7 separate regions of the Mus musculus genome follow, and all the other regions are linked to region 5. The links are chromatin contacts, called in public Hi-C, HiChIP or PLAC-seq and promoter capture Hi-C maps. All regions are on one chromosome and are shown on one strand. Each heading gives the region's core, a stretch centred on a gene start, on an enhancer-like site or on the middle of the called end of the contact. The rest is flanking DNA. Distances are from core to core; before and after follow the strand shown.

Evidence for each region. Promoter capture Hi-C pulls out the DNA fragments that hold promoters and counts their contacts. A called contact is a pair of places that touch in the nucleus more often than the background predicts. HiChIP or PLAC-seq counts read pairs in DNA pulled down with a chosen protein or histone mark.
Region 1: a Hi-C map of nephron progenitors shows a contact between it and region 5, with 4 times the contacts expected there. The contact joins the enhancer-like site here to the promoter of Tmem268 in region 5. A contact is called at or near these places in 1 of 39 promoter capture datasets (cranial neural crest), 1 of 484 Hi-C or Micro-C datasets (nephron progenitors), 1 of 115 datasets of contacts at active chromatin or transcription factors (embryonic stem cells) and 1 of 9 other capture datasets (adipose tissue).
Region 2: a Hi-C map of liver shows a contact between it and region 5, with 3 times the contacts expected there. The contact joins the enhancer-like site here to the promoter of Tmem268 in region 5. A contact is called at or near these places in 2 of 39 promoter capture datasets (both in liver) and 2 of 484 Hi-C or Micro-C datasets (liver and muscle stem cells).
Region 3: a contact with region 5 is called in a promoter capture Hi-C map of second pharyngeal arch cranial neural crest, with 2.9 times the contacts expected there. The contact joins the enhancer-like site here to the promoter of Tmem268 in region 5. A contact is called at or near these places in 7 of 39 promoter capture datasets (3T3-L1-derived adipocytes, cranial neural crest, hippocampal neurons and 4 more) and 2 of 115 datasets of contacts at active chromatin or transcription factors (the NIH/3T3 cell line and embryonic forebrain).
Region 4: a contact with region 5 is called in a promoter capture Hi-C map of liver, with 1.7 times the contacts expected there. The contact joins the enhancer-like site here to the promoter of Tmem268 in region 5. A contact is called at or near these places in 3 of 39 promoter capture datasets (the C10 cell line, liver and stem cell-derived epiblast-like cells) and 1 of 9 other capture datasets (adipose tissue).
Region 6: an H3K4me3 HiChIP or PLAC-seq map of bone marrow-derived macrophages shows a contact between it and region 5, with 4 times the contacts expected there. The contact joins the enhancer-like site here to the promoter of Tmem268 in region 5. A contact is called at or near these places in 1 of 39 promoter capture datasets (maxillary cranial neural crest), 1 of 484 Hi-C or Micro-C datasets (CD8 T cells) and 3 of 115 datasets of contacts at active chromatin or transcription factors (bone marrow-derived macrophages, large pre-B cells and memory CD8 T cells).
Region 7: a contact with region 5 is called in a promoter capture Hi-C map of neural stem cells. The contact joins the promoter of Ambp here to the promoter of Tmem268 in region 5. A contact is called at or near these places in 4 of 39 promoter capture datasets (the C10 cell line, liver, neural stem cells and 1 more), 1 of 484 Hi-C or Micro-C datasets (liver) and 3 of 115 datasets of contacts at active chromatin or transcription factors (bone marrow-derived macrophages, embryonic stem cells and extraembryonic endoderm stem cells).

What each region holds. Positions count from the first base shown.
Region 1 is chr4:64,022,649-64,025,882 of GRCm38.p6, forward strand. All of the region lies in intron 1 of Tnc (tenascin C), which reads right to left. It overlaps 8030451A03Rik (a long non-coding RNA gene), which reads left to right. Exons shown (of 12, transcript XR_881356.2): 4 at 1,328-1,425. Among named protein-coding and RNA genes, the nearest start is that of Tnc, 23 kb to the right of the region's middle. Within about 2 kb of position 1,548, at least 23 of the 459 cell types and tissues checked have an H3K27ac peak or open chromatin away from gene starts, as enhancers often do. A contact at or near this core is called in nephron progenitors, where this site is marked.
Region 2 is chr4:63,228,541-63,231,814 of GRCm38.p6, forward strand. Col27a1 (collagen, type XXVII, alpha 1) reads left to right here. Exons shown (of 61, transcript NM_025685.3): 4 at 3,252-3,274. Among named protein-coding and RNA genes, the nearest start is that of Col27a1, 15 kb to the left of the region's middle. Within about 2 kb of position 1,736, at least 76 of the 459 cell types and tissues checked have an H3K27ac peak or open chromatin away from gene starts, as enhancers often do. A contact at or near this core is called in liver and muscle stem cells, where this site is marked.
Region 3 is chr4:63,978,202-63,981,211 of GRCm38.p6, forward strand. All of the region lies in intron 16 of Tnc (tenascin C), which reads right to left. Among named protein-coding and RNA genes, the nearest start is that of 8030451A03Rik, 5.0 kb to the right of the region's middle. Within about 2 kb of position 1,655, at least 10 of the 459 cell types and tissues checked have an H3K27ac peak or open chromatin away from gene starts, as enhancers often do. A contact at or near this core is called in second pharyngeal arch cranial neural crest, where this site is marked.
Region 4 is chr4:63,184,693-63,188,163 of GRCm38.p6, forward strand. No RefSeq gene overlaps it. Among named protein-coding and RNA genes, the nearest start is that of Kif12, 14 kb to the left of the region's middle. Within about 2 kb of position 1,814, at least 23 of the 459 cell types and tissues checked have an H3K27ac peak or open chromatin away from gene starts, as enhancers often do. A contact at or near this core is called in liver, where this site is marked.
Region 5 is chr4:63,557,351-63,560,705 of GRCm38.p6, forward strand. It overlaps Tmem268 (transmembrane protein 268), which reads left to right and starts at 1,413. Exons shown (of 10, transcript NM_001356354.1): 1 at 1,413-1,607.
Region 6 is chr4:63,897,702-63,900,953 of GRCm38.p6, forward strand. No RefSeq gene overlaps it. Among named protein-coding and RNA genes, the nearest start is that of Tnfsf8, 38 kb to the left of the region's middle. Within about 2 kb of position 1,545, at least 52 of the 459 cell types and tissues checked have an H3K27ac peak or open chromatin away from gene starts, as enhancers often do. A contact at or near this core is called in CD8 T cells, bone marrow-derived macrophages and memory CD8 T cells, where this site is marked.
Region 7 is chr4:63,152,602-63,155,936 of GRCm38.p6, forward strand. Ambp (alpha 1 microglobulin/bikunin precursor) reads right to left here and starts at 1,571. Exons shown (of 10, transcript NM_007443.4): 1 at 1,341-1,571; 2 at 1-125. The coding sequence starts at 1,454.

The sequences.
Region 1 (3,234 bases), core at 298-2,797, 470 kb after region 5:
ACACACACACACACACACACACACACACACACACACCAGGGGGAATTATGGATTAGAGGTCTGTACTGGAGCTTCAGAACTTTGGTGCTTTATAGGTAGTCAATCAACAGGTCATGACATTGTGGTGCACTCTTGGGATCACACACTAGCAAGAGTCTATGCCAATAGCACTTTTTGTTTAAGTCAGAACTTGGCCTTAGTTGAATCCAGTCCCAAATTCAGTGGCAACTTGGATCTGGATCAGAGAAGCTGTAGAAATCACTGGTGTATGAGAAACTAAACCTTGTGACGATCAATTTGCTAGAAATAGAAATGTGTACTCTAGAGAGTGTAGAACTGGAGAGAAATAATGACATTAGCAATGCAAAAATATTCTGCTACACGCAGATAACTGGCTGGTTTATGTCTAGGGTAGACTTTGGGGAAATTAGTTGAGATTGCAGTTTGAGAGATAGAGGTTAGACATGGGGAGTCAAGTTCAGATAGCTTGTGCTTTTATAATTTCAGGATGAACAAGTTAATTTACAAAGATGATAAAAAGTACAGATAAATGATTATCATTAAAAAAACATATTTTGTGTGTGAATGTTTTTGCCTACATGTATATCTTTATGGATATCATATGCATGCCTGCTGCCTGTGTGTATATCTATGTACCACATGCATGCCTGCTGCCTGTGGAGGCCAGAAGAGTGAATAATAACCCCTAATCTAGAACTCAAGTTATAGATGGATGTGAGCTACCATGTAGGTGCTAGGAATCACACCCAGGTCCTCTGGAAGTGCAGCAGATGCTCTTAACCATAGATTCATCTCTCCAGTGCCCTGGACTCTTATATCTATGGGAAGTGACTAGAAATGAAGAGTCCAGAGAATGTGTTATAGGAAACTGATGACTTGTGCTCCTTCATTCATAGCTGAGGAAGCCAACATGGAGTGTATCAGTATTACCATATATCAATCCCAGAGAAGGAGATGTGGGGTTGTCTTCATGTACCCAAAAGAACAAGTGCTGCTGTAGATGCTCTTTATGGATGACTGGGTTGGTGACTAGTTTGGACACTTCAACGCCTATAAGAAGCATGAGATATACTAAAGATTATCTTTAGTTATCTCTTCACAGGCTGGAGACCATTATGAGATAAAGGAGTCATTCTTTGAATATTTTCCCTGGTCATAGTTGGAGAATAAGCAATACATGATTTCAGTTTTAGACAAGTATCAACTTTATCTGGATAGCCTTATGTGGCTGGAGACACACTTTGTGTTAGTTACTTGTGACATCGTGATTAGTAGCTCATGGAATGTGTTTATCTTTTTGACTTAGGTACATACATGGAATATCCTGGACTCGGATAGACAACAATGACTCTACTTTTTCAAATGCGGATGAACTTGTTTCCACATCATTTTGGCAACTCTAAGGTATTACGGCAAATTTTTCTTCTGGCTAACAGAGGAGAAAATTTTATTGTGCTAGGTCAGTCAAGCATGGGGCTGCTAACACAGGCTTCTAAAATGGTCTACAAATTCCTCACTCCTCGTCCCTCCCAACAGCCATAAATTCCTTCTTGGAATGTGTCAGGAAGAGCCAGGAGCCAGGAAATAGCCTTAAGTGTAGATGTGTTTTCCAAGGACATCTGATCCCCTCAGTTGAGTGAATCCAGGACACTCTGGGTGAAAAAATAGACAGAAAAAACTTAAACTGACAAGCCAAAGACCCTCCTGAGCCATGAGGGTCTGAATTTTAGTATCGGCAAGTCATTATCTATTTGAGATAGGATCATAGACCCTTGATTGGTGTCCAGTAGCATATCAATGGGACTGCTGATTGCCTCAGAGACTTGTCACTTAAAAACGATTTGTTCTTTTTTTTCCCACTAGAGATGAGTTGAATGATGTGCTATAGGTCTTGGGATAGACTTAGGCTGGTAGAGAGTTTCAGAGACCAGTGATGGACAGCTCTGTGTTTGTACTGAGGTCACAGGTCAGTCAAGGAGGCAGTCATAGAAACAGATATTTACTGGGACAAATCATAATTGCTAAAGTGAATAAATATCCTAGAAGAGACTATGTGATGTTTGGGACCACCTGCTCTAGAGGCAGACAAATATGCTTGACTCTGTTCTTCTTATTAGTATGAACCACAGCAAGTTGCAAATTATCTTTAGGTAAAAAACGATGGGTGGCAGCAATTCCACACAATTCCACCTTGTTGCTATGGAAGTGGATATAAAATATTGCTTGTCTAGGCCTCTGTGCTAACATCTGTATAATGACAACATCAATACCAGCTGCATGTGAGAAGAAATGAGATAATTTATGCAAAACACTTTCTTAGCTAACACTTAAAAGAAGATAGACCTTAAGTCTAGTAGGCATGATTGCTTTGTCTTGTTTGGAGAAGGCGGTTAGCAGAAGGCTACTTTGTGACCAAAAATAAATTCTTAAGGTACTGTCGAGAAGTCCTTCCTTTTCTCCAAACGTATTCAGTTTTCCTTAAGCTCATTGTTTCTTTCTCTTTCCTCCTCTTTCTCTTCTCCCTCCTTCCTTTTTTCCCATTAGGTTTTATTTAATTGTGCACGTGGGTCTGTGTGCATGCATGTGTACACAGGGAGTGGGCAGAGGCCAGCTTCTGGGAGCCAATTGTCACCTTCCACCTTGTTGGAAGCAAGGTCTCTTTTGCTTCTCTGTTGCACTGAGCCCAGTTTGCTAGCAGGTCCATGAACTTCTAGGTGATTCTGTCCCTGATTCTCTTCCTGCTGTAGGAATGTCGGGATTACACACTGTTGGGATTCCATCTGGTTATTTACATGGATCCTAGGGATCTGAACTCGGGTCATCAGGCTTGCTCTGTAAGCACCATCACCTACTGAACCATCTTTCTAGTTCCCACTGTGGCTTTCTCTGTGGGAGCCTACAGTCCTCAGTGTTTCAGTTAGTCTGATATCAGGGCATTCTGAAATCCTTAGGAGATCGAAAAGGCTGTGGCTGCAGACCCAGGATTCCCTTAGCCTTCATCTAATTCAGTAGCAGGAACAAGGGAGTGAATGAGTTGGGTGGAGCTCTTTTCTGGGAGGTCAGAACTTTGGCCAAGACTTTTCTGAGGCCGAGAGCTGCTACTGGGATGGTTGTCCATGATACCCGGCCAGCGATTTCTTCAGAACAGACTGTCTGTGGTTTAGTCTTTCAAAACTGTTCTCTTAATGGAAAACACTTGGCCCAGCCTCGCAG
Region 2 (3,274 bases), core at 486-2,985, 330 kb before region 5:
GTCAAAAGAGTCTGCCCAGAGTGTACACATGGACTCAGAAAAGTGGCTTATTACACTCCCATTTTGCAGCTGGACACGCTGAGACTGGAGACATGGAGAGGTGCGGTCACTCATTTAGGGCCACGTAGCTGGGTTCCCAAGAAGAAGTTACATTCCAGCACAGAGGCTGGGGGCTCTGTAGACATCTATGATCGCATCAAGGGACAGGCACAGAATAGGGTCCCACCCAACCCAGAGCAATGCACTCAGGCCTATACTCTTGAACCCAGTCCCCTAGAACCCAGGTCTGTAGAATGTCTCCCTATCTGCTGATTGACAGAGGCAGATGTCAGCAGGTCTGACACTTTGTGCAGAGCCCCACTGCATCTGGCAAAAAGAGGGGGTGGGGGTCTTGTTCAAGAGTGGGATCCCCATGGACTGGCTACAGGAGGTCAGGACACCAGGGGAAGCCTGCAGGGCTATTTCATGTTTCCATGGCTCTGTGTGTGTGCATGCACCCTGGCCCAGGCCTCCTGCACTCCCTGGACAGAGACAGGCCTGCGGCCCCTGCCCCTCCCCCACGCAAGCTCTCTCAGAGGCCTCCTTGTTTCCAGTGTGGAGTGGAAAAATCCCACCCCAGCTCATGATTCATTGGGCTCCCCCGCTCAGGCTGTGGGCCTGGAAAGAAACAGCCACGTTTTCCACTGTGCAAAGGCAGGCCTCACTCAGATGGAGCAGAGGGGCCAGAGCACCCACCATTGGCCGAGCCAACAAAGTGAACACTGAGTCTGGCAGGCACATGGCTGCAGCTGGGCTGGGCAGCTGTGACCCAGGTCCCTGGCTGGTGGGCTGCAGGTGGTAGCTATGTCTCAGCTGGATTGCTGTGTCAAGAGCCAGGCCATAGGCTGACCTTACCAAGATGAGCTATAGATGCTGAGTTGGCCTGGGGTGTGCTGCGTAGACGTGTTAGATGAGGTCAGATTCTGGAAATGTCAGAAGGATACATCCAGGCTTCTGCAGTTGTAACCTCAGCACGGCTTGGCTTTCTGGCAAATGGGAATGGTCTCATTACTCGCTTACCTGATAACCCCAACTCGAAGATGCCAGCACCTGCAAGGACGGGTGTGTTCTTTTTCCAGGTGGCCACAGAAGGGAAGGGATTTAGGACAGGCCACATGGTTAGTCAGAGACAACTGTCCAGCACTGACTGTGAAGAAGTTGTCCAGGGTGGCCCTGTCCCTCTGCTCTCAGCCAGCTGTGTGGCCTTAGACAAGATGCTTTGAATCTCTGATCTGTCTCTGGTTTTTTTTTAACCCATTGGAAGGGCTCAGGCTCAGGATTCGTCTGGCTGTGCATTTTCCTCCAGTTGTGGGTCACCTGCCTGGGAGAATTGAGCCAAGGAGGAGGGCCTACTGGAAAAAAAGACACTACTCTCCCCAAAACAGTAGCAAGGGGTGTGTAGCTTATACTGCTGAATGGGGAAATCCCAGGGGGGTTGCCTAGCAGAAATAACAACTCATGCTATTTGAGCATCAGCTTCATGCCAGGCACGAGGATTAGCACGTTTTATAGATTATCCGTGGCGACGAGCTATTATTATCCCCATTGGACAGCCATGGAAACCCAGGCTTGGCGAGGGAGCGAAAGCCGCTGGCATAAAGCCACCTCTGAATGGCAGGGTGCTGTGCCTGTGTGACCTCCAGCCTATGCTGTACCCTGTGCCTCTAGAGAGGAGGACGGTCTGGACCCAGTCCCAAATCGATGTGGACTGGGTGGAGGGTACTATCAGCTTGGCTGGGGACACACAGAGGCTCAGAGCAGGTTGGTACTTGCCTGAGGCCATTCTGTGACCCTTCTTCCTCTCATAGGGCTGTCCAGTGACCAGTGACTAACTGGTGCTATCTCACTGTCTGGATCTGGGTTATGAATCTCAGGGAAAGAGAGTCCCAGAGTGTTCACAGGCCAGTGTGCCAAGCCGAGCCAAGCAGAGTCGAGCTGCCCAGTGTGAGAGCGCGATCCACTGCCAGCCAGAATGAACACAGTTTTTAACACTGATTCTAACTCGGGCAGGGCAGGGAAGCTGGAATCTCGTGGATGGTTATTCGAAACAAATGAATTCCCAGGCCTCGCACTCCTAGAAAGCCTGGCTTCCTTTGAGGAGTTTAGGCTCAGTCTCTTGCATGCACGTTTGCTAATCTCATTTTCTTCTTTGGGGTGGAAGAGATGGGTCATTAGTTACTACATGCATTTTAAAGGGAGAAGCTGAGACCCCGGGCAGGAGGAAGTCCCAGCATGCTGTGCAAAAATCAGGATGCAAACAGAGTTAGCAGCCCACTGCCTGCTTTCATGGGAAGGGAGCCGAGATGAGACCGTGCAGGTGTATCTCAGTCACTTCCCAGCCGGGCCTTTCTCAGTACTAAGTGAGGAGACATTAAATGTTGTTGAACAAGGATGAGCCTGGGGATTAGCCTGGAAGACTGAGGCAGAGGGAGTTATGGGGGTTTGCTGTAACTTCTTAGGGAGTTGTGATGATGCTGGACCCCACGGGAACAGATGGGCATTTCAGTGCAGGCTCTGGAGCAGACGAGGCAGTAGGAACATACTACCTCTTGTCTTTAAGGAATCCTACAAGGACCTTTGCCCTTACACAGGCCAGGATGTCAGTGGCCACACCCAGCTATGAGTGGCAGCAAGGCCATTTGACCCCAAGCCCAGCTGTTTCAAAGTCCCTGCATGTGCCCTTTGTGCTCCATGTCCCTCTGTGGTGCGAGGATGCTTGGTGTGACCTTGGCTGAGTCCCTTCTCTGCCCTGGCTCTGCAGAGAACTTGGCTGAGCTTGGAGTTTGCCTGCTGTTTTGTGTTATCAGACATTTGGCAGAGCCCTAGGGGTAGGATGACTCATTTTCTGTGTTAGTGCCTTTGAGGGGACTGCCATTTGCTAAGGGAGCCAGGCTTCCAAACAGATACTTCCCCAAAGGAAGAGAGAGAGAGAGAGAGAGAGAGAGAGAGAGAGAGAGAGAGAGAGAGAGGTCAAGAAGGCTTCCTAGAAGAGATGACACCCTAACAAGTTAGCTGAGTGATAAAAGACAAGGCCTCAATAACTGTGAAAGACCCTGAGAACACCAATAAGCATGGGTCCCCCAAGGCAGAGAACTCAAGGAATTCCTCTTCATAGCTATGGGATTTTTGGACAGGATTGTTGATTAACTAATGATTGTATTTTTCTGCTGTACCTTGGCATTGTCTCACACTATTCTTGCTTCCTCTTCAAGGGTCCCCCTGGGCTTCCAGGATT
Region 3 (3,010 bases), core at 405-2,904, 420 kb after region 5:
GGCCATGTGTTTGGTAACACATAGTAGGAAAGCCACCAGGCATCATCTGTAGCAATGTCACAATCGTGATGGAATTCCAGGAGCAGTGGGCATGATATTTTTCTACTAAAGAGCTTCCTAGGTGTTTGTTACTTCAGTGTGTAGCTTTCTGCTATGGGGTCCTCAAGTCCTGAGCCCTACAACAGATAGCTAAGCACAAAACACCAGAGTCATACCTATTAAAAAGCTGGAGAGGGGCTGGAGATATGGCATAACACTAAAAGACTAACTGCACAAATATGAAGGTCTGAGTTTAGATGTCCAGTATCCACATACAAGCTGGTTAGACACAATGACCTGTCTGTAACTCAAGTTCTCAGGAAGCTGAGGAAAGAGATCTCTTCCCCTTCCATGAGCATCAGGTAGCTAGACCCACTGAATTGGCAAGCTCTGGGTTTTAGTGTGAGATCTTGCCTCAATATATAAGATAAAATATGATAGAGGAAGACATACAGCCTCTATAAGCACAAACACACATGCACCTGCATCTTTCAGACATCTTTCACACATGTACCACAGGTGTGAACACACACACACACACACACACACACACACACACACACACACACATGCAAGAGTTAGAGATACCTATGCAACAATGCTTTCCTTCCAATTAGACTCAATAATAATAAAAAAGAACTTCCAGTAGCTAAATGCATGGGCTTGATAAAAACCCTTAAAGTGCTTGCTATCCATATAAAACCTTGCTTCTCAAATTCTATAATGAATGCCTTCTGTTATTGGCAATTGTCTACCATCTAACACTTAGTCCTCATTCTACAAACTTGCATTGGTTATTTAATATGCATTAGGCTTATGCTCAATTAGGAGGTAGTTGGTGGGTTTGGGGGCAAGAACTTTGGAATAGAAATAACCTTGGTAAGTGTGGCTTCAAGTCTATCTTGATTGAAATGGGGCTGAGGAGTTTAGAGGGTGCCTGATTGGGAAATATGGGCAGTTTAGAGTAGAGACTGTTCTGAAGTTTGAGAAAAGAGGTGACAACTATACTTTAGACCTCATGATTGGAAGAGAGACCTAGGAACATGAGTGTGTGGACAGATACTGGGACAGACCAAGGAAATACTTTCAGGTCCTTACCCTAAACATTTTTGGTGGGTTGCAAGGGTCTCTGGAAGAGAATAGCAGTCACGATTCTCTGTTAATGGGACTGCTTGCCTGTTTTGCAGAAACCTTTATGGTTGTGCACAGGGACGTGGAAGTGTTTATCTTCCTAGAGGAGGAAGAAGTTACTGCTCAAAGAATTCAATACGTGTTGTGTTTTCTCTATTTGTATGTTTCTAGAGAGACAAGAGAGTGATATTATTTATTACTTCTAGATAAAATCAATATGCAGCTACATGGTCAGAGTCCACTGTTATATTCTTAAGAATTGGTTTTTGTTGTTCATTAAAAATAAAATGGACAACTCACCAAGCATATAATAGCTAGCATTGTTGCAACAGGCAGAGGAAAGAGTTAAACCCTCACTATTCGTGTCCTGTTTAAATCTTATGTTGACCTTTGAGTTAGTTTGTTTTTCAGATGAGGGTCTTGGGATTTGCTCAAGGTCAAGGTCACACAGCTGCTAAATGGGAAAAACATGGCTACGCTCCAGGAGTTTGCCCAGATCATTGGCTAGCCACTTGCTTGCACTGCCTTCCTTGCTGCTCTGGATTCTCAAGGGTGGGCAGCTTATAGCCAGACAGAAATATGTTACAAGGAGGAATCACAGCAGACCATTACCAGGAGGTAAGAGGGAGAGGTTGCTGTTGTTGAGGAGAGCTCAAGGTGCTTTGGGGGAAGAGAGAGAAGTGTATGTGGGGGTGGAAACAGATAAAAGGGACACTTGAAGCTGGGGACTGAAGATGAGGTAGGCATGTCCTTGCTGTGCTGCTTACAACATGTCTTCTGGCCTCTCCTGGTCCTGGAGCATGGGTGTGCAGGCACACATAGACACATTGCTTACACACGCTGCACAGACACATATGTGCTTTTCTCTTTGGCTGTGAATTTAAGACCCCCACAGAGAGAAGCCCAAGAGGGGGTTCTTCCTAACAAAACAGGCTCTGGTTTTTCTTTTGTTCTTAAAAAGGCAAATCAACTCATGATTATTCTTTTTGTTTTTGCTTTAGAACTACAGGGATTATAGAAGAAGGAAAAAAATCAGCAAAACAAAATCAGTGATCAGAGCTTTGAAGAGCAGTGTTTATAAACCAAGATCAGTCTCTGCTTCTGATCTGAAGCCATTCTTTGGCAGCCATGGGGGATGGAGATCAATGTTGGGGTGGGATACTCTGGAGCACAGCTATGCTAAGCACTGTGCAACCAGTGTGTGAACTGGGGGGTACTGTAAGCAGAAAGAGCAGTGCCTTTCCTCTCGACACACTAATGCACTGTCTCCATGTCTACAAGCACTGGCTATAGTTTCTATGGGTAGATTCTTGCAGGTTGTAGCATCCTGCCTCTTGTCACAATACTATTATCTTGCCATGCTGCTCAGACAATAGTTCTGTATGCAGCATGCTTACTGCATAAGCATGATGGCCTGACTGACCACAACCCCAGCAGCCATGCAAAATGCTGGACATGGTGTCACACTTTCTAATCATTGGGGACACAGTGACTGGATCCCTGGGTGTTGCTGGCCTGTCAGTCTACCTGGACTGGTAAGCCCTGGGTGTCAGTCAGAGGTACAGTATAAAAAAGTAAGGTGGGCTGGGGAGATGGCTCAGTGGGAAGTATGAGGTGCTGGGTGGAAGTCTCTTGCACCTACATAAGAAGCTAGGCACAGTGGCCTTGTGTGTATAACTCCAGTGCTAGTTATGTGTGTGTATGTGAGGGGAAATCCCTGGAGCTTGCTGGCTGAAAGCCCAGCTCCAGGGTCAGTGAGATACTTCGTCTCAATAGAACAAGATAGATAATGATAGAGCAGGACACCCTACTTTCTCCCCTGGCCTCTGTGCACATGTAG
Region 4 (3,471 bases), core at 564-3,063, 370 kb before region 5:
ACAAGCACACACTGTACTGAGTCTCTCAGGTGTCTTCTTTTCCTATCACCTTATCAGATATAAATTCCTGCCCTTGCTGTGCCGTTCCTGCGCAAGGCATACCTTCTGCATACTGCTTCCTTTTCAAAGCACAGAGCACTTCCTGCCCCAAGGCACACGCTGTTCCTTCTTCCAGGTGCAACGTCTCTGCTTCAGTTCTCTACAAGAGTAGTCTCTTGATCTTCAGGTTTGTCATCTTGCAGGGATACTACTTCCTAGGCTGCCCTGCATCCCACACCCGCATCCTTTCTCCGCTGCTGTTCTCAACTTCTGTTCTAGAGTTCATACTCACTTTTGCCTGTTGTTTGTCTCTACCCCAACAGGGCAAGGCCAAAGTCTAAGTTATAGGGACCACCGTGTCCCTAAGGTCCAGGAGAGGACCTAACACAGAATAAATAGTCTGGAATTATTATGTAGCGAGAAGGAAAGGCCTGTGTTAGGTCCTATCGTATCACAGCATCAGCACCCTAGAGGTGCTATCACCTGTGAGCATGCTCAGAAGTGACACTGCATTCCCCAGGGCACATCCTTTGCATGAGAGTGGGGAGCAAGCAATTGGTTCAGTTTCCCTTGAGGGAGACCTATCAGTACCCACTGCAGTACCGTAGGTCCTCCCTGGAGCCGCTACAGTGGTGTTAGTCCCTCAAAGGGCTGTATGACATGCAGGAAGATGGAACTTACCATTCTTCACATTCTTCTCAAAAGTGTAGGGAAGAGGCTCTGACGTGAACACAAGGCCCTTGCTGTGGACAACCACACCTTTCACTGTGTTCATAGTTTCCTGAGGCCCAACAACGGGCAAGGTCTGCAGTGCACTCATCGTGCAGACAGCAAAACGGTTCTGGTGGCTGTCATGTTGAAGGCATTTGAGATACGTTAGGGGCCGAGGGCCTCAGCACATCCTGGCTGGAGTGTTTGGTAGGGGTGAAGGATGATGGGGTGAGGCACATGTAGAACAAATTGTTCCTTGGAGTTTTTGTACACATGAAACACCTGGGGCCGTTTGTGAGGGGAATGGGGTTGTGCACACATGTGGAGTCTGGAAATCAGTTGTTCTCCACTGAACCCAGAGCTTACCAACTGGTTGGACTGGCTGGCCAGAAAAGACTCTGGGATCTTCTCCTCCTAAGCCTCCTCAGTTCTGGGGTTACAAGTGCATGTCACAAGGCCCAAATGTTGTTGTTGTTATAATTTGTCTCTGGTTCTGGGAATTAAACTCAGGTCCTAGTGTTCAAAAGGCAAGACTGTAGTGACTGAGCAGTCTCCTTAGCCTTGGGTCATTGTTGTTATTTTTGAGAGTGGGTCTATTTATATAGCTTGGGCTAGCCTAGAACTTGCTATATATCACCCCGTCTAGCCTTGAATTCTCTATCCTCCTTCCTCAGTCTGCTGAGATCTGAGACTCTGGGTTTACACCATTGTGTCCCAGCACCCAAACACAAGGGCAGCCCACCTGAGCCAGATATCTGCTTGTCACCCAGATCCTCCACAGCTGGGAGGAGCTGACAAGAGATTATCTGTCTCTAGATGAACAGGGACTTGCCCAGGGTCACCAGGCCAGGCGACAGGGCCAGGAAGGGCTGAACCACCTCCCCCACTGTGGGCCCTGGCACTGGGGCTGGCTGGGCTCAGTGGGCCTTTGTGAGGCCACATACCTGGGCTGGGAGGCCGCCACTCAGCTATGAATAGCGGCCTCTTTCCTTCCTGCGGCACGGGGCAGGCGAGTGCCCTCCCCTGCGCACGCACTCACACGCACTCACGCCTGCTCAGCCCGCTCGGGAAAGTCAACAGGAGTATTTGAAAAGTCTTTCTGTGTAGAGAATCTGTTTGGATAGGGGGAGGACGGGAGAGCCGGCCAATAGGTAGAAATATTAATGAACCTAGTTATAAAGGACCCATTCACGGCTGGCCGGGTAAATAGGGCTCTTGTCGGGAGGCCACGTTATCTGCCAAGTTCAAGAATGTGGTTTGAAAAAATAGAATTTAAAGGGCTGAGGTGGAGCCTTAAACGGCCGGTGTGCTGGAGCCACAGCCAAAAGAGGGAGGAGCTGGACTGGCCTGGGCGCTGAGCAAGGGTTGGGGTGTGGGATGAGGCAAAAGGGGACAGAGCTGGGAAGGGTGGGGGGAATGCAGAGACATCAGGCTAGGTGCCCATCGGGTTCTTGTGATGTCCCTTCTTCCCCCAGGTGCCTGGCCAAGGGCTGGCAGTTTCTCTGCTGAGCCCTAGTCTAGTACATATAACTCCCCAACCCAGGGACTTTGGTTGGAGGGGTCAACAGGGGCCAATGGGCTACAGGAAGGGAACTTGACCTCTCCTTCAGTCACTCGCTATGATCCCATTAGCCAGCTTTCTTCTGCCACCACCAAGTTGCCCTAGGTGCCTAAACTGTGTGAGAAGGAGCAGAAATGTGGGACTTGGTGCATCTGCTCATATCACAGGGGCATACCTCAGTCTAGTGGAGAATCCGTGGCTCACGGTTACACAGCAAGCTTGGAGCAGAATGAATGCTGGTTTCCAGCAGTTTCTTCCTGGAAACAGGCACCCTAGCATGAGGCTGCCACAGTCACACACACAGAGGAGGTGCCTTGCCATATATACGACAATGTCTTATTTCTAGCCCTGGGACATAAAGAAAGGTGTAATCTGGAATGTTCTGTCGCACTGCCTCTGGCCAGCAGTGTGGCCTAGGCAGGTGACTGGCCTTTCTGAGCACCAGCTTCCCTGTGTCCTCCTGCTGGAAAGACTCAGTGGGAGGATGCTGGTGATGGGCTAGCGCTGTGCCAGGCACTTGGTGGGTGGCCCCGGGACTGTGGCTGGACTGCTTCTTTTTCTGTCCCAGCCTGTGCTGTGAAGATGCTGAGAAGATGGTTCCCGGACTTTGGGTTTTAGGATCAGTTTCTACCGGGATCCTAGAAGGGCGGCCGAGGCCGTGCTTGTGGGAAGGTGGCAGATTTGAAGGCAGAGGTTCTGCCATGGAGTGTGTGGGGCAGTGTAGCACTGTGCGAACGAATCTCAGTAAAGATCTTTAAAGCAGTCTGCAGGGAACCTGGATGTGAAGCACACCCCCTCCCCAGCACCAAATGCTTGCACAGGACACGAGTTAACCCGGGGCTGAGGGAACATTTACACTGGCTTTTCTTGGCAAATAAGAGAAAAGGAAATCAACATAAAATCCAAATGGAAAGACTCTGCCAGGAGCTGACTGAGCAGCTTTGAACATGGGGATGTGTGGGGACTTGGGTGGTGGGACATTAGAAGTACAGTTATTATAGGGAAGGGTCAGAAACAACATTTGGACCTTACAGACTTGGGTTCAAGATTAAGCTATGCTGTTCATTGGCTGTGCTGTCTGGAGCAAGTGATGGGTCTTTCTGGGCTCTTATTTCTTCATTCTATACAAAGAAAGAAAAGGTTACCCTATGTGAAGTTGC
Region 5 (3,355 bases), core at 163-2,662:
AGTTCCGTTTGTGTACCTGTAGGAGGCTGGTGTGTCGACCTAAAACTGCTGGCCCGTGGAGAGTGAAGACAGGCTGGTGGGAAGGCAGTAGGGCATCTCTGACATTGAGGAGGGTTGCTTCACAGGCAGGGTTGGGGGTGGGGCGGGGCTAGGCCACAGCTTGTTGCTGTTTCCTTTTCAATAGCCGGGTCAGCATTTAGAAGTCTCAGCACCCTTGGGTCTTTTGTTCCCAGGCCTCTACATTACTGTTTAGCAAGTTGATCAAACTACATGGGAGGCTCCCACGAACTGTTTTCTACTGCCCAGGGCAAGGCTGGCACAGAGCAGGTACTCAGTGCTGATTTGCTCACAGATAAGTTCATTTTCAGTAGCCTGCCACCTTGATCCTCACTTGTCCCCGTGGGCACCTCCATGGGATATGCTAATTTGGGTTTTCAATTCATTCTCGCTGCCTGGAAACATCCTGCAGGCACATGTAAGTCCTGTGGTCTGGAAGTCCTCAAGAGTTGTTAAAAGGAAGAAATGTGTTTGTGTCTCTCTGTGTGTACAAGACCACTTGTAGAGACAAGGGCAGTGGCATGTACTGCCCTAGTCCTTCCTGTAAGCAAGGGTGGGAACCACCTGTGCATTCATCGATCCCCTGAAAAAGAAACCAGGCTGTTGGTGCAGCAACCAAGTGCCCACCGTCTTTGTTGAAAGACAATGTTTGGTGGCTAATAGGATATAAACACGTACTCCAAAGAAAAGTACATGTAGTTAGCCAGGTCTGCTGTTGTCAGAACAACCCACCAAGGTGAACCCAAGACTAGTGATTTACCTGGAAAAAGAAGCAGGCCATCACAGATCCTTTTAAATCTCAAGGAGCGGGGTGTGCAAGTGTGTGTTTGAACACCTCACACATTATTTCGTAAAGATCTCACACAATTTCACAGCACTGTCTCAACTAAAGATTTTTAAAGAAAACGCAGATACAAAGTGGAGACTACACCGACGCTTTCAATACTGAACACCGTTTTTCATTAAAAACAAGCCTGGAAGAAACTTCTGGTCCCGAGTGTGCCTCATGCATCGGATCCCATGACTTTGTCACTCGGGACAGGCCTCCCCGCCCCGCTCCTTCACTGCAGGGACGAGCTCAGATCTCATGCACGTGGCGGGCGCAGGGCCCCTACCGGCGCCCTGGGGGAGCGTGGCTGATGAAACGCTCCGGGCTCGGCCCGAGAGACGCTCCTGCCGTAGGGCGACTCGGCGGAGACCGGCTGGGGCGACGCGCCCCAAAAAGGGCGCGCGGGGACGGCGGGGGCGGCGGCGCCGGGACGCCGCGGCGTACAAGGGGCATGGAACCTCTGACCCTGAGCGGCCCGGGCGGCAGCGCGGCGGTGAGTGTGCGCGAGCCGTGCGCGTGCCCGCGCGTCCGCGCTCCCGCGCTCGGGGGTTGGGGCCGCGGGGCCTGCGTGCGCGTCCCTCCGCTCAGGCTCGGGTGACCTCTTCCCGCCCCACGCGTCAGGCGTGGGATCTGCAGGGCAGGGCGGGTGATTTCTGGGGTAAAGGAACCCCAAGGCCAGAGGGCAGAGATCGGGGAGCCTGCTGCCCAAGCCCGAGGCCAGGTACGGTGGGAGACGCCGGGCCGGGCCGCGCCGAGCCGGCTTTCTGTTTTGGCTCCCTCCGGGTTTGCTCCCTGACCTTGGATAGTCGGCTTTCTCTTCCGGGGCTTAATGTTCTCATCATTGAAATGGGGCGTTTGAACTCCTTGTCCAGCCAGGTTTTTCTGCCCTAAACTTTTGGGGGACTGCTGCTTCTCTGATGTGTTGGACTTGCATTGTAATTAATGAAGCTGAGTTAGAAGAAGGAAATCCATTTTTTTTTTTTCTTTCTTTCCTTTCAGGATATGTTAGGCGCTCAGATGTTGGTGAGGCTGGCAGGCACTGTGCAGAGATGAGACCTCTTGGGGGCTTGAGTCTGCACAGCCCGCAACTGGAAAATCTGGTTGCAATGTGGGTTCCCAGAGGAACTCGGTCGGCAGTCACTTGCTCCCTCTGTGCTTTGCTTACCATGGTGTGGGGCTCCCTTACTTGTGTGCTGAAGATTGGAGCAGAGCTGAGGAGGTGGTAAATGGTTAGCATTTGCCATTGGGGTCCTGCCTGACCCCTCATGGCCCTGTAGCCTCGGTACTTGGATGAGAATGTACACGGGGAGCCCTGGACCCATCCTGACCTCTGAGTCGAGTCCATTCAGTTCTGTGTGGCTCCTTTCAGTCTCCTCCTTGGCGAAGCAGCCCATTTAGGCAGCCCAGGGAGTCTGTCGTCCTCCACCTTTGCTGCCTAGTTTCCTCCTCCTCATCTCTCTGGCAGTTCTGAGTGTGTTTTCCCCAGTGGATGGTGATCCCTGCAGGGGAGGGCTGAGCAAACGCTCCATGTTCCACTCCTGGTTTTACAGTCCAGGGGCTGGCCCTAGAAGGTTCTCAGGGAATGTTTGTGGCATAGGTTGATGACAGCTACCTTCTCTCAGTAATCAACCTTTTCCCAAGTGTGGATCTCATGGACGTGGAACCCATAGGGCAATCCTAAGTGTCTGTCCTTGTCTCCTTTCCAGGAAATGGAGGCAGAGAGAAGTCTTGTTACCTTGCTCAAGGCTACCCAGGTGGGAAGTGGTTGGGCTGGGCAGGTTACTTTTAGCCAACACACACAAACTTGGGTGTGTGACTGGAGTCTGCTGATTGGGTCTCTGTGGGCAGCTGAGGGGGCTGATGTGGGTGCTGTGATTTCTGCCCCCGACACAATGCTTCATTGTGGCATTTTGCAACCAGTGGATCCTTCTGTGCAGCCCCGGGCTTGAGCAACTCCAGTCTGTGTCAGCTCCTCCCAGCCTTTTCAACACTCCAGTGTTGGGAGGCTTCACCGAGAGGGCCTGAGTCCTCGGCCAGGAGTACAGATGTCAGGGTTGGGTCTGCCTTGTGGCCTACCTAGCAGTTGCTCAGAGGCAGCAGAGGGGCGCAACCTTGTGGCCATTGTGCCTCTTGGGTCTATAGAAAGAGCAGGCGCACTAAGATAGGCTGGTAAGTACTCCTTTGTTTGAGACCGCTGTTGTGAGTTGGACTGAGCATGAGCCGCAAGGAGACTCAGGCTGACTGGACTTGGTTTCTATATCACTGCCTAGGAATTGTGGTTTCTTCTGACCCACTCGAAGATGATTCCATGAATTAGCTGGAAAGGAAGCCAGCCCAAGCGTGGGTGCTGAGGGCTGAGACCCTGGAGTCACTAAAATCCTTCTCCCGACTCTTTGGCTGATAGCCACTCAGCTTTGGAGAGAGTATGTCTTGACCACGGAACAGGAAACCCATGTTGAGGAGAGAACG
Region 6 (3,252 bases), core at 295-2,794, 340 kb after region 5:
TTTTCATTTGCATATGTCACCTGTGTCTTCTAGAGTTTCTAATTCCTCTGCCTCCTCCTTCTGGGTGGGTGCTGGACTTTCTGCATCTGAAGGCAGAAGATAGCTATGGGCTTCAGCTTTCCTATGTTCATGTCTTGTTCCTTCCTTCTGTGGCATCAGATCTCTGGGAACCTTGGATACGTTGAGTAATTTGTTCAGTATATTCCTCTGGGGTCTTTAAATTAACTCTTCTTTATTGTCAACCATTTTCCATACATCGATTTATCCCATCTTCTATAATCTAATTAAACATGACCATTCACTTTCGCTTTAAGACATTTTTTCCCACAGGATTTAATGTCTCAGGTGAACAAGAAGGGAAGTGCTCATGTTTAAGCTGTCACATTTAACTAGAAGTTCATGTACATGAGTTGCCTTCCCTAAAATCTGTCTGCTTTTCCCTATAATAACCCTGTGTCCACCTGTTCACCCACGGTACCCTTCATACCAACTCAAGAAAGCATGCTATAACTTCATGTGGTGTGAATGGGAGAGTGGGTGGGGATTGAACCTAGGGCTTCATTCGTGTAGGCAGATGCCCTACAGTTAAGCCACAACTGTGTGTTTATTAAAGAAATGGTTTGACAGGAGATGGTCTGGGAGAAGATGGCTGAAGAGAAAGCTGAACTCAGATGATGAAGGGTACCAGGCTGAGCACAGTGAGTTCGCCTCTCTTAAAAGTTCACGCGTGTTGTCTCATCGTTGGTGTAGGTGACAGTGTAGTTTGTCTTGGCCAAAATGAGTCAGAAAGAACTTTTTTGTGTGTCTGTGGTATGGAGGCTGTTTTCGAGGAGTCTCATGTGGTGGGATACGATGGTATGAACTGGAGCGCAGAGCGTTGGCGGAGGAACAATTAAGATCACCTAAGGCAGGGTCCGGTATGGAGACTTAGAGAAGCTTCTCAGTCATTGCTGGTTCACCGGGCACAAACAGAGACGCTCACAAAAGACTTGGGGAGCACAGGGGATAAGTAGGGTTTTATTTTTCTATTTGGGGCAATAAGGCAACATCCAATTAAAAATGATTAGCAAACATGTAGTGGAAACTGGGTTTATGGGAAGGATTTTGAAGGAGAGAATGCCAGGAAGAGGTGTAGTTACTTTCTCAAGTTCATGTAGCTGTCAACTGGCAGACCCAGAATCCCAGAAGTCAGGTCTGCATAAGCCCCCATAGTCACTACAAGTATGTACAGACTGTAAAATTTTGTCAGCTTGAGACTCAGAGGTTTGAGGTTTGCTTTGGGGGAAACTCACTAAGGCAAGTGCCTACCCTAGAACGATGGTATAATTACCACAGAGAGCCAATAAGATGTGGGTGAAGACTATTGATGTGCTCATTCACCAGGATCTAGCCTGGGCCAGGTCGTCTTCCTGGCTGAGGCTGACGCCCTTCCTGCTTTCACTTGGATGGTTTCTCCAACAGCGCTGGCTACACTTTCGACAGTTACACTTTCTACCCTGCCCACCGCTATGGTTCAAGCCAGAGAAATCTGTGGCCCAGCAGAAATTCTCAGAACAAAACTGGGGCTCACATCCTGCCTGCTTTTCTCCTCATTCTTGCTCAACAGCTCAGCCTGAGAGAACCACAAAGAAGCAGAGTCTGCATTTTTCTAACGTGCCCTGGACAGGGAAGGGCTCTGCGCTCTGGGCTCAGGCTCTTTTCTGCATGCCCTCCATACTGTTTGGCATAACGTTGGGTTCGTGGCTTAGGCTAGGGGAGGAAGAGGAAGCAGACACCTTGGGAGTGGAGGCGTGGAGTGTGTAGGTTGTGAAACAGTATGTGAGAAGCCTCTAGAACCAGCAAAGAAAGTTTTGTTTCTGGAATTCATAATTCATGGTTTGCACACTCAACATTTCTGTTACTTGAAATTATGATAAAAATCTATGTCATCCTATGGGCTTGCACATGTGTTTTATATGAAAAAGAAATTGCAAGCCTGTTATGGTTTCCTCTTCTTAAGTGTGGTCTAATTTTGTGAAGAACAGTAGCGTGGCAGGACTGAATCATAGGAAATGTGGACATGCCTGTTCTATACCACGATTATAACACCCTGGCAAGGAGTCTTGAGCTCTCGCTGAGAAGAGGGTATTCGTTGATTCTGGGTACTGTTTTCTTTCCTTTCTCAATAGAGTCTCTTTAATTTCATCTGTCAGAAAAAAAAAGCATGAGTCCTATGTTTGAATCTCTCTTCTTTATTTCTTACTGGCTTGTAACTTGGTCTCTTCAAATCCTCATTGTCTCATTTTAAATGTGGATAAGAAGGTTATCTTCATACATGCACATGAACACACACACACACACACACACACACACAGACAGAAAGACAAAAAGAGAGACAAAGACAGGGATCGAGAAAGAGAGGAATGGGAAGGGGAGAGGAAGAGGTAGAAGGAGAGGGAGAAAGATTACACTTAGTAGCTGCTGATGTCATGTTTAATTTTGAACTGTTTTGATAGTTTTCCTTTTTTCCTACTGATAGTTACACACACACACACACACACACACACACACACACACACACACACACTCACACACACACCAGCAACAATTTACTGTACATTGAAAATTCAAGGGAGGAAACTGTAGGTGTTTATGTTTTGGATTTTATTTTTAAACATTACAAAAATGTTCCATTCACAGGATTTTGACATTAAGAATGAGGAAACATTATTTATATCTGAGTCAGTATGAAAACATTACACATATGATTTCAGTTCTATAGTATACACATTTAAAACAAAAGTATATTGGAGAGGTGATAGAGGGAGAAGGGCAGGAGATGATAGGAAGCACAAATATGGATGAGTTATTAAAAACTTGTCAATGCTGAGAGACAAGGGACTTAACATGCCACTATTTACACGTCAATGGCTTTAGTTTTACTTTATGAGTACTCAGGTCAAATTTATCCAAGTATCTTCTCCTTCCTTCCCTTCCTTTTCCCTTCCTCCTCCACCCATCCATTCATCTTCCCCTTCTTTCTTCCTTCCTTCCTTTCTTTCCTTCTTTCCTTCCTTCCTTCCTTCCTTCCTTCCTTCCTTCCTTTCTTCTTCCTTCCTTCCTTCCTTCCTTCCTTTCTTTCTTTCTTTCTTTCTTTCTTTCTTTCTTTCTTTCTTTCTTTCTTTCTTTCTTTCTTTCTTTCTTCCATCCCTTCCTACAACATATCCAGCCCACACATCTACTAACCCACTCACTCATTCCATTCTTTCACCC
Region 7 (3,335 bases), core at 321-2,820, 400 kb before region 5:
ATGCTGATCTCTGTTTCTGTCGCCCCCTCCTGCAGCACCAGCGTGCTCACGCTCATCTTGTCCTTAATGCGGCTCAGCCACGGGCAGGTGGATCCCACCGCCAGGTTGTACCATTTTCCATAGATCTAGGAAGAGCCACAAATCTGGATTTAACCAAGCCCTTGAGGAGATGTGTCCACATTTCCCCTCCTTCCTCCAAGGACCAGCCCTTTAAGGGACAGTGTCTCAAGGTGACAGTGGAGTTCCAGGTACAGCATATTTAGGGCAGAGGTGTGCAGAGTCCCCCTTCCTTACACAAGGTCTGCTCCACAGAAGTAAAGTGTCTGAGATGCCCCTGTGAGTAGGTAGAGTCCAGGTTGCATATTCTGAGGTCACCAGCTATCGCTGCCTTGGAAAATGAAGCTTGGGTTTTACACCTTTCATGGCAGTGTCTGCCACCTTGTGAGGCAGCCAGCGGAAGTGCCATGGAGACCCTACAAACCTGGTGGGACCTTCTGGGACCAGTCAACCACCTCTTCCTCTTGACAGCAGTCAGATAGAGCTGACCTTCCAGCCCCTGGACCTCCAGCACACCTGTTCCTTGTCCTAAGGTATAGAAAATCACCGGGAGTGTTCTGAAAACCCCTCAGATAGATCATGGAGACAGCGTTGAGGTGGACAGGGTCCCTACACAGACAATTTTATGATTCAGGACAAAGCTGGGGTTGCTTTGTTAAGAAAGAAAGAAAGAAAGAAAGAAAGAAAGAAAGAAAGAAAGAAAGAAAGAAAGAAAGAAAGAAAGGAAGGAAGGAAGGAAGGAAGGAAGGAAGCATGTAACTCTACAACACACACACACGTACATGCAAGGGCATGTGTATGCAAACAAAAATATTTGCACATAGACACATATGCATAGACACATAGTGACATGTCTGCCACAGGCCAAGGTGCCCTTAGACTCACACTTCGTAATTTCCCCAATCCCATCAACCAGTGTCCTACCTCTCTTCCTCACACAATCCCACAAGCCTGTCCACAAAGCTCACAGGTTCATGTCCACCCTATGCCACCTGCCATATGTGGATTCCTCTGGGGACCCATGAGGACAGCGCAGATTTGGAAGGCACTAGGCTTACAGGGGGCCCCAAAGAATGAATGGCAGGTGAGGGAGCTGTATCTTCAGAGAATCTCAGAATAACCTAACAGCCTGGCCAGGAAAGTCTCCTAGAGATTGAGATGCCATCTACAAGATAGGAAAGATGAGTACTCCCAAGACAGGACAGGCAGGCCTTAGCTGGCAAGGCCCAGGAGCATGGGCATACCACCACTGTGATCACCTCTGCCAGAGAGGCCAGCCTTACCCGGGACTCACTGAAGTTCTCCTGAACCTGGATATCTGGCAGTGTTGACGCAGGGTCAGCCCTCGAAGCGAGGCAGGCAGTCAGCAGCAGGAACAGGGTCCTGAGACCCTGCATGGCTCTGTGGTCTTTGGTCTTTGATGTCTCTCTCACAGCTCAGTGTGGGAGCAGGGATTACTTCCCCGGCAGTGGCAGCTACAAACTGAGGCTGGGGAAGGATCCGGAGGCAAATGATGACCTTGGTGTTTGCTTTGCTCAGCCAAGGCCAATCAGGGTCTTGGGCCAGCTCTAATCGATCCCTACAGCCCAGCCCAGGTCCAACTCTGTGGACAGGAAGCCATGGTTACTGACTCTGAAGGGACGTTGACCAAGCACAATAGAGTTCAGACCCTAGAAAGGTTTCATTAAAGGTCAACTTTCCCCAGGGAGAACAGGGGATGGGGCAGTCAGGCAGTGTCTGGCCTGTCCCTCCAGTTCTTCCCCCAAGATCTCAGAAGATACAGGTAGCCTGGTTCTGGCTTCTTTCTCATATAACAAAACTAAGGCCCAGGGAAGTTGGCTATAGAGCAAAGCATCCTTCCTCCCAAGACTCTCCCTCTGGTCTCCAACCTCTCATAGCCATTAAGATAATCAGGACAGGGAGAGATGCTATCCCTTCACCGAGCCACACTGGTTTCCCACAGTGAAACCATCAGTACCCAGATGAACCCCCAGGCTCACCTCAGAAGCATGTGCAGATGCCTTTCACTGATATAAGTTTTCACTCTCCTGGATTGACAAGACCCACTAGGGCTCCACCGTAAGAAAGGGAACAGAGCCTCCAAAGCCAGGCAGCTTCCTGTGGTCTTCCTGCTGTGTGCGCTTGAAAAGAATGCTGAGCCCTCTGTGCTCATTTCTTCACCAATAAACGCTGTTAACACAAGTACCTGGATCCTAGCTTTGGGGTGAAGGTTGAAGGGGTGAATGCCAACAGGCAACAGCATTGTTCTTAGGGTGTGGTAAGAGTTGAAGGGTCATTGTGACCTCCGTAAGATATATGTTCCTGTCGCTCCAGTTGCTCCAGAACCATCAACAGGATGATACTTTTAGACTAAACCAGTTCAAGGAAGTTTGGAGAGAGGACACACTTTGTATCATTCCTAATGATTTAGGGTTTTTTATAACAGCGCCTAAAGAAGGTAACACAGTAACATTTTGATTTAAAACCTGCAACATTTTTTTTTTTTTGAGACAGTGTCTTATATAGCTCTAGGCTGCCCTTGTACTGGATTTGTAGCCAGCTCTGCCTTGAATATCTGACCCTCCTCATGAGTTCTAGAATTACAGGCATGAACTACAGCTACACCTGGTTTATGCTGGGGGGTGGGGGGTGGGGGTGGGGGGAGTTAAACCTAGGGCTTCCTGCATGTTGGACAAGAGCGCTACCAATTGAGCAACATCCCTAGCCTCTAGATTTATATACTCTAATGGGAGATTTTTAAACCCACATCTGTTTGCATCAGAGCTCCTCCCGTCCATGGTGCTATGATCCCTCTCCACTCTCTTCTCTCTCCTCCAGGGGTTCCAGCCATTGTCCTTCCTCCTCCCTGATTCCCTCACGGCACACTCCTTCATATAGCAGGCAATCCCTGTTAGAGCTGAGACCAGAGAGCCAGGGTCCTGCACGTGGAAGAAACAGGGGGTCTGTTCCACAGTCAGTGTACCATGCTCCTTCTGTGAGACCCAGCAGACACAGTTCCCTTTTGCTGGTATCCAGAGCACATGTGTGTCTGTCTGTAAATGAGAGGGTTTCCCATGCACCATAACAGACAGCTTGGCCACGGATGGAATTTCCTTTTTTGCTCTGGCTGCCAGGAAGCACAAAACCTCCATACACATTTCAACACAGCAACTGTCTTGGCTTAACTTTCTGGCATAGTTGCCTTCTTTTGTGTTCTTGATTCTCAGACATTTTTTAATATATAAAAATAACATTTATTTGTTTGTGGGAATAGTTTC